Regions from separate parts of the Mus musculus genome. Here all the other regions are linked to region 1. The links are chromatin contacts, called in public HiChIP or PLAC-seq maps. All regions are on one chromosome and are shown on one strand. Each heading gives the region's core, a stretch centred on a gene start, on an enhancer-like site or on the middle of the called end of the contact. The rest is flanking DNA. Distances are from core to core; before and after follow the strand shown.

Evidence for each region. HiChIP or PLAC-seq counts read pairs in DNA pulled down with a chosen protein or histone mark.
Region 2: an H3K27ac HiChIP or PLAC-seq map of oligodendrocyte precursor cells shows a contact between it and region 1, with 7 times the contacts expected there. The contact joins the enhancer-like site here to the promoter of Nxph1 in region 1. A contact is called at or near these places in 5 of 39 promoter capture datasets (the 3T3-L1 cell line, embryonic stem cells, liver and 1 more) and 3 of 115 datasets of contacts at active chromatin or transcription factors (embryonic forebrain, embryonic hindbrain and oligodendrocyte precursor cells).
Region 3: a contact with region 1 is called in an H3K4me3 HiChIP or PLAC-seq map of embryonic basal ganglia, with 6 times the contacts expected there. The contact joins the enhancer-like site here to the promoter of Nxph1 in region 1. A contact is called at or near these places in 7 of 39 promoter capture datasets (embryonic stem cells, frontonasal cranial neural crest, hippocampal neurons and 3 more), 2 of 484 Hi-C or Micro-C datasets (both in cortical neurons), 8 of 115 datasets of contacts at active chromatin or transcription factors (SST interneurons, astrocytes, embryonic basal ganglia and 5 more) and 1 of 9 other capture datasets (embryonic stem cells).

Annotation. Positions count from the first base shown.
Region 1 is chr6:8,948,124-8,952,931 of GRCm38.p6, forward strand. It overlaps Nxph1 (neurexophilin 1), which reads left to right and starts at 1,896. Exons shown (of 2, transcript NM_008751.5): 1 at 1,896-2,184. The coding sequence starts at 2,131.
Region 2 is chr6:9,883,766-9,888,573 of GRCm38.p6, forward strand. No RefSeq gene overlaps it. Among named protein-coding and RNA genes, the nearest start is that of n-TVcac5, 210 kb to the right of the region's middle. Within about 2 kb of position 2,961, at least 4 of the 459 cell types and tissues checked have an H3K27ac peak or open chromatin away from gene starts, as enhancers often do. A contact at or near this core is called in oligodendrocyte precursor cells, where this site is marked.
Region 3 is chr6:9,833,023-9,837,830 of GRCm38.p6, forward strand. No RefSeq gene overlaps it. Among named protein-coding and RNA genes, the nearest start is that of n-TVcac5, 260 kb to the right of the region's middle. Within about 2 kb of position 2,114, at least 11 of the 459 cell types and tissues checked have an H3K27ac peak or open chromatin away from gene starts, as enhancers often do. A contact at or near this core is called in SST interneurons and embryonic basal ganglia, where this site is marked.

The DNA of each region.
Region 1 (4,808 bases), core at 646-3,145:
TGTTTTGCCCAGCCCTTGGAGAAGAGTCCAGAGTCCAAGGTCGCACAGTCCTCTCTGCTGCCTCGCTCGCTGAATGGCTGGCAGTCCGCAGCATCCCCGCCTCTGGCCACCGCAGCCACAGGTTTACAGTTCCCGGCAGCAGCGCCCCTCCCGAAGCCAACTGGAGCACCCTACTCTCTCCAGCACCCACCGTTGCCCTGTGCACCTCCCTGCCTCACTTCTCGCCACTCCCCTGGCGGTCGCTTTCCTCCCAACGACCCCCTCCCCCCCCAGGGGGTGCTTTGGCCACCAGAGACGCAAGCAGGGCTCATTCCTCCCTGAGGGCCAGGAGGCCCGCAGAGAGCCTGAGAGTGGAATCTATTTACACGCGGTATTAATTAGTCTTTGAGGAGTCGTTCACCCACGTGTCAATGTAATTGTTGGTGTCCCGGCTGTAGGCTCGACCAGCCGCGACCGGGAAGAGAAAACCGCTCAGTCGCGGCGGGGAGTTGAAACCGCGCTCTGCGGAGCGTCCCCCCGTGGCCGGGCAGGACCTCGGACAGCGCCCGCGACACCAATCCTTAGTCGCCTTGGGGCTTTCCAGCCTTGCTGGTAAAGCTGGGGCTGCTTCCTGTGCTTGCAGCTTCCAAAATTTCGTCACCACACCCCTTCTGAAACTGGGACTCATCGCGCCTGTTGTGTGGCTTTCTTTTTCTTCCGAAAGGTTCGGGTCTTATCGCTCAAGTTCAAGTCCGGAGGACTTGCCCAGTCTCCTCCCCTTAAGTCATTCTCTATCCTCTGGCAACCGCGGAAATCCGGGAGTCCTAGGCTGCTGGTGTCAGTGCCAACACAGGCAGTCCGGGTCGGTCGGGTGCAGCAACCGGGCGCATTCGTCTCTCTCCCTCCCTTTCTTCCTTCCTCCGTCGTCTTCTCTACCTGCCCCTCCTTCTCTTGCCTCTTAAGTTTCCTGCACCGGGAATTCAACTGTGCCAAGCCTAGGCTCCCGCGGACCAATCCGGATCGCGACCCGGGCACTGGGACAACGACTCCGCCAAGGCTGGACGAGGCAGCTGGACCTGTCCTCGCCCGAGCATGGAGACGGAGCTCCGGGGAGGGCACGTCCCGGGCGCTGGAGACTCCAGGCCGTAGTAGCTCCTCCATGGAGCCTGTTCAGAGCGGTTCTTGCTCGCTGCATTTGCCTCCAGTCCTGTGCGGTATGTACCGGTCGCCTCCACCGTTCTTGGCAGGGACACGTTGGGGCAGGGTGGTGGTCATCACCAGGAAGGGACAGCGGGGTGAAACTCTTCTTGGGCATAAGGCATGTCTAATAGGTGACCCTCAGAGTCCCAGACAGGTTTCTACTGTAGAAGTTAGCAACTGGCTGTGCCCCTTCGTTCAAAAAAGTAGTGCTAGGGATGTGATTGTGGGTGTCTATCTGTATTTCAGGAGGTTCAAATGGGTAAACTGAGCCCCGCTTTCCTATATGCAAATTGCACCCCCCTCCCCACCCCCATTTCACGGGTACCTAATCCGGGTCAGTTCTACCTACCCTTGCCCTGCCCGCACCCCCCTCTCTCAGTCTCTTGCTCGCTTGCTTTTGCTATCTCTCTCTGCTGCTGTGTACGTGTGTGAACCCTGCCAGGGCTGGCGAAGAACCAGCCGCCGCCTTTAGTCCCAGCCTCCCGCCTTCAAACACTAGGGCAGGTCTGGCTGCCAGAGACAGTTGGCCTCCTAACCAGCCTGTGAGCTGCTCTCTCTGTGCCTAACCCCTTCTGGCCTCCGCCGTTCGGGCGCTGGCTTCCGAGACGCGCCGGGCTCTGGGAACCCCCTGCCACCGCTCAAGCCCGCCCGCTCGCTCGCCCGCCCGCCTGCGGACCGCACTCGCTTGTTCCTGGAGCTGGATTGGCTCGCTTTTCCAATCTTTGCGTCCCCCTTCCAAGCTTTTTGACTCCATCACTCCACACCAAGAGCCCCTTTCCCCTCGCTTGATCGTCAGCCTTGTCCGCGTGGTCATGGGATGTCTAATTTCATTTGTATCTAGGCTGCTGAGAGCGCTCCCTGCTCTGTAAAGTGGATGTCAGGTGGATCTATGTTTTTGAAGGAACAAAGACTCAGCCAAGGCACCGCCAAGGAAGTTTGAGAGGAGGGAGGATGCAGGCTGCGTGCTGGTACGTTCTTCTCCTCCTGCAGCCCACCGTCTACTTGGTAAGTGGCGATCGGTCCGGTCCGGCATCTTTGAGATACCTCCCTAGCCTGGAGGCCAAGCAACTGGGGTGAGAGGGGGGGGGGTGCGGGAGGGCGAGGCCGCCAGTTCAGTGAGAGCTGAGTGTTCCCAGAGAGTGGAAGAACTTTGGGAAGCTTTGGTTTGGATTCCTGCGAGAGTTTTTCAGGCTCTCATCCTCATTTTTTGCTCTATTTTCCGTCTCCCGGATCATGATTCTTAACAGGACCTTACAGGTCCAGAAACCAGGAGGTAGTAGGCGAGGATGCCTTGGGAGGAAGGGGAGAAGAAAGGTATTGGGAATCATGAAACTCTTAGCAGCACTTCTTCCCCCACCTAGTTTAAATGAAAGGGGGTGGAGGTGGGCTTGAAGAGCCGAACAGGAATCTACTCACTGCCCCACTGCCCCAGCGCCCCCAATTTGGGTTTGTGGCACATCAAGAAAGTGCAGGTAACTCCCTGAGACTTACAGGGGTGCAGCTGGTGTAAGTTTATCCGCCAGACACATAGCAAACGACCAGGCAGTTAGGTCAGAGATACACCTGCAAACATAACCCTCTCTCGCCTTCCAAGGTCCAGTTGCCATTAAATAACAGAAGCATAGTTTCAGTGAGGGGTTTCTTTTTAGGGAATGGCAAGCCTTGTCACTAGGGAGAGAATCTTGTCCTGTCCAGGTTCCTCCAGAATCAGTTTTCGGAGGTTTGGACTTGACACAATCTTAGAACCGACGCGGGGAGAATCGCTCTGTGTGGCTAGGGAGTTGTGGGCATCACCGCGAGCCTAGGAGAGTGTGATATTTTCTCCGCGTTTGATTTCTCAGAGGGCCAGGGACACTCGCGTTCTGCCGGCGAGGTTGAGCCTAGTGTTCTGAACTCCACAGCAGATTCCGGGCCACGGGAGTGCACCGAAAACTCAAGGTGTTCTGTGGAGGGGCGAGGAGCGCAGGCGCTGCGGTAGCAGCTGGAGTTTTCTAAACCGGCTGGATAAATGGGACTAAGAGTGGTGTTAGTGTCTTTCATTCCCAAGAGCTTCAGAATCCACCAGCCCGGATACTGTGCTATCCCTGCAAGTGGCCGTGTTTTTCGGTCTTAGCTCTGGCGCCTGCGATCGCGGGGCTGAGAGTTCTGTGAATCCGGTACATATGCGCGCGCGTGTGAGTACGTGTATTTACCCGGTTCCGGCTTCCGGCTGCATCTCAAGAACCCTCAGCGTTGCCAGTCTTTGCACCTTTATCGCCTGACTGTAGCAGAAGCAGACGCCAGAGGGCGCTGTGCATCAATGTCCTCGCCCACAGGACACCTTGGGGGTAAACAGGTGAAAGCCAGGGCAGCCAATCCAAAAGACAGCTTTTCAGACTGTCGCCGGTCCGTGCTTTCCCCGCTAGAATGCAGACGAATGCAAAAGGTGTCCTTCCTATTGCCCACCTTCGGTCATTATCGCTCTCACCTGTGTCCCGTAAGCCCACTGACATTGAAGACCCGGAGTTGGAGGGCAGAAAGTTCCATCAAAGAAAACAAAGCCTTTTTAATTTATTTTTTATTTTTAAAATTGGGTAAGGTGGGAGGGAGTGAAAAGTGAAAAAAGTGAAAGTCTTAGGGGAGGAACACCTTTGATTCCCTTGATCGGTACAACAACCGTGCCCCTCCTCTCCCGCACACCTTATGATTAGAACCTCTGGACTGTCTTATGTCCTTGGGCTGTGCTCACACACCCAAGGCCAGGGCTCTCAGCTATGGTCCAGTTTATTGCTTGAAGCGAGTATTTCGATAGTCTGGAAAATAATCTATCAAAAGCAGAAGTGAAATCAATACGTTGTGTTAAATTTTAAATGTGTTTGTTGGCAGTTAAACCGTTTTCCACTCATTACAACAACAGTGCTGGATTTATTCTAATGCGCCGGCATTCTCAACAACAAGCGCATTAATTCTCCTTTAATTGTAAACTGGGAGCATTTGAAAACCATTCAGTGTGCAAATTATGCTGATTCAATTACCGTTTAGTTACAGACTTCATTACCTGAATGCCTTTTGGCAATACAGAGAAAGGAGACAATTTTTCCAATTTCACTCAAAACAATACGAAATGTGAACAATAAAAAAGAGAAGGCGATTTAGAAGTCCATTCTTTTCTCTCCAATCTAAAGTTGTTTTGTGTGTCGGGGATTAGAAACCACACACACCACAAAAACAAAAGACTGGTGGCTGTGGCCCAAGACGATCTTTCAGGGATTGCAACCCCATAGCTATTTGCCAGGAAAATTCCAGGCTGTTTTCCTGGAGGAGGAAGCTGACTTTTACCATAAAAATGGGCTCCAAAGGATGAATTGGGTACTTAATGTTAGGGTGGATTTAGGTAAATGAAGAAGTAGGGAGTCTTGATTAAAACTCTGAAGCAATGATCAGAAGAACCCCCCCCCCACACACACACACAGAGAGAGAGAGAGAGAGAGAGAGAGAGAGAGAGAGAGAGAGAGAGAGCTTCTTTTTGTGAGTTCCATCAAGCACCAGCTGCATACAGCACAAGAACCAAGCATTCATTTGTGACTGAATCCCGGGACATTTCAGCCTTTTGCTACAGACAGATGCATACAGGTTAGCTACTGCAGTTT
Region 2 (4,808 bases), core at 1,711-4,210, 940 kb after region 1:
CACACAAAATTCCACCGAAGAAAGAGGACTTCAGACCAATATCCCTTATGGATATCGATGCAAAAATACTCAATAAAATTCTCCCAAACCAAATCCAAGAACACATCAAAACGATCATCCATCATGATCAGGTAAGGCTTCATCCCAGGGATGCAGGGATGATCTAATATACAGAAATCCATCAATGTAATCCACTATATAAACAAATGCAAAGACAAAAACCACATGATCATCTTGTTAGATGCTGAGAAAGTAACAAAATCCAACACCCATTCACAGCAAAAGTCTTGGAAAGATCGGGAATTCAAAGCCCATACCTACTCATAATAAAAGCAATATACAGCAAACCAGTTGCGAACAACAAACTAAATGGAAAGAAACTTGAAGCAATCCCACTAAAATCAGAAACTAGAAAATGCTTCCCATTTTCTCCCTACCTATTCAATATAGTACTTAAAATACTAGCCAGTGTAATTAAACAACAAAAGGAGAACCAGGGGATACAAATTGGAAAGAAAAGAGTCGAAATAACACTATTTGCAGATGATATGATTGTATATATAAATGACCATGAAAATTCCACCAGAGAACTCCTAAACCTGATAAACACCTTCAGTGGAGTAGCTTGATATAAAACTATCTCAAACAAATAAGTTGTCTTTCTGTACATAAAGGATAAACAGTCTGAGAAAGAAATTAGGGGAGCAACACCCTTGTCAATTGTTACAAATGATATAAAATACCTTGGTGTGACTACTACTAAGGTATTGAAGGATCTGTATGATAAAACTTCAAGTCTCTTTAGAAAGTAATAGAAGGTCTCAGAAGATGGAAAGATCTCCTATGCTCATGGATTTTCAGGATTAATATAGTAAGTATATCTATCTTGCCAAAAGAAATTTACAGATTCAATGAAATCCACATCAAAATTCCAACTCAATTCTTCACCAAGTTAGAAAGGTAAATTTGCAAATTCATCTGGAATAACAAGAAACCTAGGATAGCAAAATCTATTCTCAACAATTAAAGAACCTCTGGTGGAATCACCATGCCTGACCTCAAGCTGTACTACAGAAAAATTGTAATAAAATCTGCATGGTACTTGTACAGTGACAGACAGGTAGATCAATGGAATAGAGTTGAAGACCCAGAAATGAACCCATACATCTATGGTCACTTGGCCTTTGACAAGGTAGCTAAAATCATCCAGTGGAAAAAACAAAGCATTTTCAACCAATAATGCTAGTTCTACTGGCAGTTATCATTTGGCAAAATGTGAATTGATCCATTCCTATCTCCTTGTTCAAAGCTCAAGTCTAAGTGGATCAAGGGACTTCATATAAAACCAGAGACACTGAAACTTATAAAGGAGGAACTAGGGAAAAGCCTCAAAGATATGGGCACGAGGGGGGGGGGGGATTCCTAAACAGAACAGGAATGGCTTGCGTTGTAAGATCAAGAATCAACAAATGGGACCTCATAAAATTGCAAAGCTTCTGTAAAGCAAAAGACACTGTCAATAAGACACAAAGGCCACCAACAGATTGGAAAAGGATCTTTACCTATCTTAAATCCACTAATATGAGGGTCTTTTCGCAGACTCCAGCACTAGCATATGCAATAGTGTCTGGGATTGGTTGTTATTTATGGGATGGATCCCTGGGTGGGGTAGTCTCTGGATGGTCCTACCTTCTTTCACAACTCTGAATTTTGTCTCTGTAACTACTTCCATGAGTATTTTGTCCTCCATTCTATGAAGGAGCTAAGTATCCACACTTTGGTCTTCCTTATTGTGTTTCATATGTTTTGCAAATAGTATCTTGGGTATTCTAAGTTTCTAGACCCTCACTCACAAAGACCACAGAGACTGACATTACTGCAAACCACAAGAGGTTGTTTTATTGGTCCAATGTGTTGGGGACCGCCCTCAGCACGCAGGCAAGAGGAGATACCTGAACAAAGAACACACTTTTTATATCTTGCAAGGGGCCGATTTAGGCAACAAGGCTAGATGGCTTGTTCTAATTGGCATAGCAAGTAACCTTTTCAGGCATTGGTTGGTTTGCATAGTGTGACTTTGGCCTAGTCCCTCACTCTGCCTACCCTTATGGTTTTTGTTTGTTTGTTTGTTTGGTTGTTTGTTTGGTTGATTGTTTTGATTTTTTGGGTTTTTTCTTAGCATTGTTTAGTGGGCCAGCTTCCTTATCTGGATCTTCACTTGGCCTGCTAGCATAGTTTGGAAATCCCTTCAAAGGGGAAAGGGGCTTAGTGGTCTTGAATTTATTTTGTACTCTACATTTCCACCTTTTTCTCTTTCATTTCAATCCTGAAATGATGTCTCACTTTTATTTTCCAGCTGTTGATATTTTTGTCTGAGCATCAAAATTTGTAGTATACTCATGTGTTTTTGAATAAAAGCTAGTAAGCATTTAAGGATGCATGGGTGAAAGTTTAAGAGCAGAAACAGGATAAGAAGGTGTAGTAAGCAGGACTAGGTAGGGACCCTTCCAGCAAGGCTCAAGGGTCTGGGTATGATGGTGGTACATGTAGATCTGATCTCTGACTGGAACTAGTGAGATATCTTTGGGGTACCTGTCTCATTCGCTGCAGCCAGTTGTGACCAGTCTTCCTTCTACACCACCTGCAAGGCTCTTAACCTAGCATACAAATCATTATTACAACAACATGTGGGTTCAATCACATCATTTAAGACAGCAAGGGACATGGGAATCCCATAAAGGATCTCAAAAATGTAAGCCTGAATTGAGAAGGAGTATTTCTGGTTCTAAACAGGGTAAGGGGGAAATCACCATCCAGTCTGTGCCAGTCTCCATGGTTAATTTTGTCAAGGTCTTTTTTAGGGTTCTATTCATTCTTTCTATCTGTCCTGAGTTCTGCCATCTGTACACACAATGTAATTTCCATTCGACCTCTAAAAGGACTTAGTCACATCTGGGAGGCCCAAAGCTGGAGCGGTCTTAATGACATCGAAGGCTTGTTGTTCTTTATTTCCCCATACAAAGGGCTGTTTATCTCTTGTGAGTGGGTAAATTGGGGCCACTAATTTAGCAAAACCAGGAATCCACAATCTACAAAAGCCTGCAGTGCCCAGGAACTCTCTAACTTGTCTTGAGCTGGTCCGTGAGGGAATATGAAACAGTCTCTTTTCTAGCTTCAGTGAGCCATCATTGCCCCTCTTTTTCTTCTTGGGGGAGTCTCTCACCCAGTGCCCTTTTTTCTTTACAATAAACACATTGATCTTTAGCCAAAGGCTCTCTGCAGTTGCCCAGTAATGTCTCACTAGGCTCCTTAGTTTCCTCGACTACTCTGGGCAGTGTTTTATGCAAGTTTTCTCTTCTCTCGTATCCCTTTTTAATTACCTGGCTTCCTGTTCCTTCTGTTTATTATTCTCAAGTGCTAGCATATCAGCATGTGCCACCTTGCCAGGCTCTAGTCTTTGTTCTTTACCTCTCTTTGCTCCTGTTTTCCTGACGGTAATGGAGATATCAGACAATGTTCTCTCTCTCTCTCTCTCTCTCTCTCTCTCTCTCTCTCTGTCTCTCTCTCTCCATCCCTTTGATCCTCCTCCTTGTCTTTGCTTCCTTTGGATGTTATTCAACTATCATGTCCCCATCCTGTCACCTATACTCCCTGCATAGTTCACCTCTGCCCTAGTTTATCCTTCTGTCTCACTGCACATCTGATTCTGACTCTGGTCTCTGTCTTTGTCAGCCTGTCTTTGTGTCTCCCCACTTGTGCTTTGTCCTTCTGCCCATAATGCTTCCTATTTCTGTATAGCAACCCTTCCTCTTGTCTGCCTCACCCATCTCATAATTCTGTCTAATCTCCTTCATCACTATTTCCACCTTTCCTCATTGTTAATCTTTCCATTTGTCACTGTCATCCACCACTTCTGAGTCTGCTGAAGCTTTGCTCTTCCTTACCCTCGACATCTCCTTGCCTAGATTCTCTGTGGGTTGAATCTTTCTTCTTCACGTCTTAGCTCACTTCTTAGCAGTGCTTTTCTTCCTTCGTTTCTCCTCCTCTGTACTTTCTTATCAACCTGCATGAATCTCTTACCAACTTGTCCTGCAACTGTTCTATCTTATGTAACATCCTTTTACCTTGGTCAGATTGGTGGAGCACTTCCCAACCCCACGGAGACCAGCGATAGACTTTCAGGTGCTCCCTACCTTCCATGAACCCAGTGTCCATGTCAATAGGCAGCTGAGAGGGCCTCCCATCCACACCTGGTAAGTTCTTCCCAGCCTCTAAGAAAATTCTCTGCCTCTTCTCTATGGTGAAGAGAACCTCAGTCGGGTGCACTGGGGCCTCACTGCGAGCACTGGCAGCCTGCAGCAGTCCTGCTGTCAGGGGATGCACGGGAGTGGGGGGCCAGGCTCGCCCCTCAGCACCACAGTGGTGAGCATCTTGCTCCACCTTGCTCTGCCTCACTCTGCCTCACGTGCTCATGACAGTCCAGAGGTGAACGTGAGGAGGATGAGAATGGGTGTGTGGCTGCCTGAGGAGGCAGGGGAATGCAGCGCCTGCTGCCCGGGCCACACTGGGAAGATGTGACAGAACTCACTTGGCTCTGGGTCTGCAGGCAGGGCCAATGATCTGCCACCTTGGTGATTCAAGGACAGTGGTGGTGCCGGCACACCACTGGCTGCTCTCTGGAATTGGGGAGAAAAGGGGGAATAGGGATGTGGGGAAGGATCTGAAAGGAGGAGGTCAGCATTGGGGTCTGACAGTATTTTCTTTTTAGGCTTTTTTCTGGAGGGCATAAATACCAACTGCTAGGGGAC
Region 3 (4,808 bases), core at 864-3,363, 890 kb after region 1:
CTCCTGAGGTTGCCTATTTCCATTCTTTCTCCTAAGCCTCAGGGCTTCAGTCTTGTCTTCCAGCCCCCAATACCTGATCATATATACCCCCCCTTATATATACCCTGGAGTAGGCTATGAGTAAGATCTGGAAGCAGGATTTATTTATTTGCAATTATAACATTAATAAGAGTCTTTTCTCCTCTTTCATACCAGTAACTTTTGTTTACTTGCTTAGGTAAATAGCTAAACATGACAAGCACAGCAAACAAGAGACATTCACTAAGATAATTGAGATTATTGATGGCTACTAAATTATATTAGCACTTTATCCATAAATGTGTACTACCAGATAAATTTTATATAAAAGAATATAAGATAAATGTGATGAGAATGTTTTAAAGCAACTTTGTCCCATGTGACTTCATATGCTTCATGCTATATTTACACATCTTAATTAAGATCATTTTATTTTTAAATACTGAAAGGAAGGAAAGTGGTAAGACAAATGTAACTCATTTATATTTTTACAGCCTAGTACACATTTTATTTATATACTTCTCTTTTCTTCCTCATAATGGATTTTCATTTTTTTCCATTTATTTATTTTTGTTTTTTCGAGACAGGGTTTCTCTGTATAGCCCTGGCTGTCCTGGAACTACCTCTGTAGATCAGGCTGGACTCGAACTCAGAAATCTGCCTGCCTCTGACTCCCAAGTGCTGGGATTAAAGGTGTGCACCACCATGCCCGGCTTGAATTTTCATTTTTCATGGATGAATCCTCTTAAATTCTGGTCATTAAAAATGCAATCATAAACTGAGCTTGGTGGTGAACATATTTAATTCTGGTAGTTAGGAAACAGATAGGTGGGTAGTGGGCATCTATGAGTTCTAAGCCAGTGAGTTTGGGACAAGCGAGTGCTACATAGTGAGATGAGATCACTTCAAAAAAAGTAATAATATATATATATATATATATATGTGTGTGTGTGTGTGTGTGTGTGTGTGTGTGTGTATGGAGAATTGTTCATATATATATATGTGTGTGTATATATATATGTGTGTGTGTATGTATATGTATATATAAGTATATAAGTATATAGATATATATGTACATTTGATATATGGTATTGATTATTCATTTAGTTAAAATTATAAATTAAGTAGAAAAATGTATTAACTGTACTAGATATAATATTAATAGAGATAATGATATATATTCGTATGCAATTACATAAAAATCTTAATTTGAAATTGGCTGTTTATCCTTAGGCTTATAAGAATAAATTCATCATGATAATAAATTTGGATGTACATGAATACTCCCTGATGTCGTGTCGCAGAGTTAGCAGCTACTTTTCAAGTACTTAGCAGTAAGGAGAAATAATCAGAAAATAAGAATTAGTTTTATCATTAGCCATCTTTCAAGCCATTATCATGTGTGCCAACTAATGATTAAAACTTCTAGAACTTTCTCAACACTGAGTAGTTAAATAGTTAAGGAGATTCTGTTGGGGATTGAATTCAGCACCTCTTACTACAGGGAATAAAAGTTTCTTGAGGAAATAAATAAAGAAGAATAAAGAAATGAAAATAAAAATTATTTTGTGTTTAGAGATGACATGACTGTTATCTAAGTGCAGATTGGTTTTTTTCAAGTACCTGGGAACTGAGATTCCTTCAATAGTCCTTCCGGGGCGTGCATCTCAAACAACCTCATGAACTCAAAAAACAGTTAGGGTTCTTCCTCTGACTCAGCCTGAGCATTTTGTTGAATCTGCTCAAAGAATCAAGAATCAAGAATCAAGAATCAAGAATCGAGACGGGAGAGAGAGAGAGAGAGAGAGAGAGAGAGAGAGAGAGAGAGAGAGAGAGAGAGAGAGAGAGAGAGGGAGAGAGAGAGATGAGAGATGAGAGATGAGAGATGAGAGATGACGGGTTGTATTTTGTAGGGAGGAATGGTTTAAGAAAGGTTTAAATGGGCTGTGGCTGCCTTGTGTCAAGGCCTACAGTACAGGCATCACTAATTATTTATATCCTGCTGTTAAGCATGAAACAGGCTTGGCTGCCCTTACAGCAGCTGCAGTCTCTCCACGTGTGCAGCACCGTGAACTTTATGTGGGAGCTCTCCTGAAGAGCTTGCAGGGGCAAGGGGCACTACAAGCAGGTAGAATCATTGTCAGAAGAGCCTTTCTGAAGAGGCCTGGTGCACCGGCAGTAATTAATGCAGGTGGTATTTTAGACAAGGGCGCTAATGAGCTTTGATATGCATGCAGGTGAGGGAGTGCTGAATCAGTAGAGCCATTAATGAACCTATGACAGCCTAATTAGCTACAATTTAAAATCTATGGAATCTAATCAGAGGAGCTGAACACTGCTGCAAATCTGTGTATGAATGAGTCTTTCTAAATATTCCAATCTGTTGCTTAGTCACTGATTGATACTAATTGCTTTTTTTCCTCTATTGTGTATAGGAAAATGCCCAATTTTGTTCTGATAGGGGAGGACACAACATTGAAGTTAAATACCTAAGATGTTTTAGCTGCTTAAGTTTAATCAGTCGATGCTTAAAAAAATTCAACACAAAATTAATTTTCAACTCTGAATATAGATGATTTGAAATATATCACCAACTTCCTTATGTATTAAGTTGGCAAAGATAGTATAGCTGTTAATCAACTCCAAATCACCTCTGGGCAGTACGCAAAGGCACTATAACACACAAATACATAAAACACACAGATTAATCCATGATTTTTTTAAAAAGGGTTTTATTTATGCTAGTTATCAGAAGTAACAGGACAGTGTACTTTTATTGAATATATTAAGTAAATGTAGTTTTCCGAGGTTAAAACAATCTATTAAACATTTTTTCAGAGTACCTGAGCTAAATGCTCTGTCAGAAAATGAGACAGATTTTATGAAGGTGCACAGGGATCCTATTTTGTAGTGCCATTTCGTAATAACTGACGCATAAAAGGTACAAGCAGTTTTTCTACTTTGACATTTTACCCTTATACAGCACAATTCATCTGAGAACCTTAAAGAACTTTGTAGGCTCTGATTTATTGAGTCTTATAACACCACTGGAAGACAGGTCACTATGTCTATCCTCCTTTACAGTCAGCTCAACTGAGCTCCATTTGTTGAAGGTCACAAGGGAGTCACTGGAAGAACTATAAAAAGCAAAGCCAAAAGCCCAGAGAGCAAGTCCCTTACCTTTCCCGGTTGATAAATGGCAAGTTTCACAATGTTGACATTTACCAAAAATAAAATAAAATAAAATCTATGCATCTATTTTTTGAACATAAATAGAAAAAATCATTGTGAAATGTTAATATTCTAATTATGTGTTACCTTTTAAAGGTGATCTTTAATGTTTATCACTTTTGTTCCTTATATTGGTTTAAAATGAAGTGAAATAAATTACACCATCTCATGATTGCTGTCAGAACAAATCTTCATAAGGACGCTTCTCTTAGATTAGTGACCATGGCTAAGGCTGAAACCTAAAACAAAGATGAAAATAGAAAATCTTTGTAGTTATATTTTTAAAATACATAAGGAAGAAAGGGAGAAAAGGAAAGAAGGAATGCAGACCTTAAGTAATAAACAGAGGGAAGAAGAGAGGTAGGAAGGAAGTCAGAGAGATGAAATAAAGACAAAGTATGAGAAAGAGAAGGAAGAAGGATACCAGGGAAGTGGTGAGAAAGTGAAAGAGATACGTGAGAAACAGCACAGGGTACCTGTAAATAAAACCGCTAAAAGAAATTTACTGATGCAACTTCTAAAGGAATGTTGTTGACAGAAAAGATGGAGAGACATATAAACATGTATTATTTAGTGGGCACATTAACTACCAAGAGAAAGAAAAGATATATATATTTATCTTAGTTGTTAATATGTATTTCCCAATGGTGATTCCAAGAAATCTGATTTTAAAGGGTGTTATCCCTGGCTCAATAAATAATAATTTCCTTCAAATTGGATAATATTGTTACTTCTTGGCCTTTTTGATAAGAACAAGTATACCATTTGTTTTTAATAGTTTAATATAAGATCTGTTCTTTGTTGAAGATAATATATTAAGTGAAACATTGAATATTAATGGAGATTGCTCTTCCCACTCCATGCACAGACCTTCTGCTGAAGTTCTTGCACATATTATGTACCCCAGAGGAGAATAATACGTAGTAAATTTGAAGGTATATAGCTTAAACTCTTTAGAAGAAATAAGGGGTTCTCAGGGCTTACTTCCAGATATGCCTTGTTATTTTTCTCCTTAGTGATTTCACAGAATCCACTAAGAATTTTATTCTGATGTGTAATATTTCAACCTATTGTATGTTTGTTCTTATTTCTCACATTTTTATGAATATAATATAATTACACCATCTCCTACTCTTTCCTCCCTTTCAACTCTCCCATGTATCCCTCCTTGCTCTCTATCAAATCTATAGCCATTGTATATACATACATAATTCCTAAAAACATAAATGTAACCTGCATTTTCATATGAATTCATTTTGAAGGTAACAGCCCTCAAAACAATAGTTTTTCAAAGTCTTGCTCATTAGCAATATTTACAAAAGGTCCATTAAATTTTCTAAAAAGACATAAAAGTGGTATAAAAACTTAAGTGTGCTGTTGTATAAAACGTAATTTTACAAAGCAGATACCTTAATCAAATTTTGTCAAAGCTCATCTTTAATACACAATATCAAGAGATCTCTCTTCTGTTTGAGTGCACACTGGAATAATACAAAATATAACTGATCTAATATAGAATCAGTGTTTTATCAATTTATTATTCAGAAAGAATATAAGAA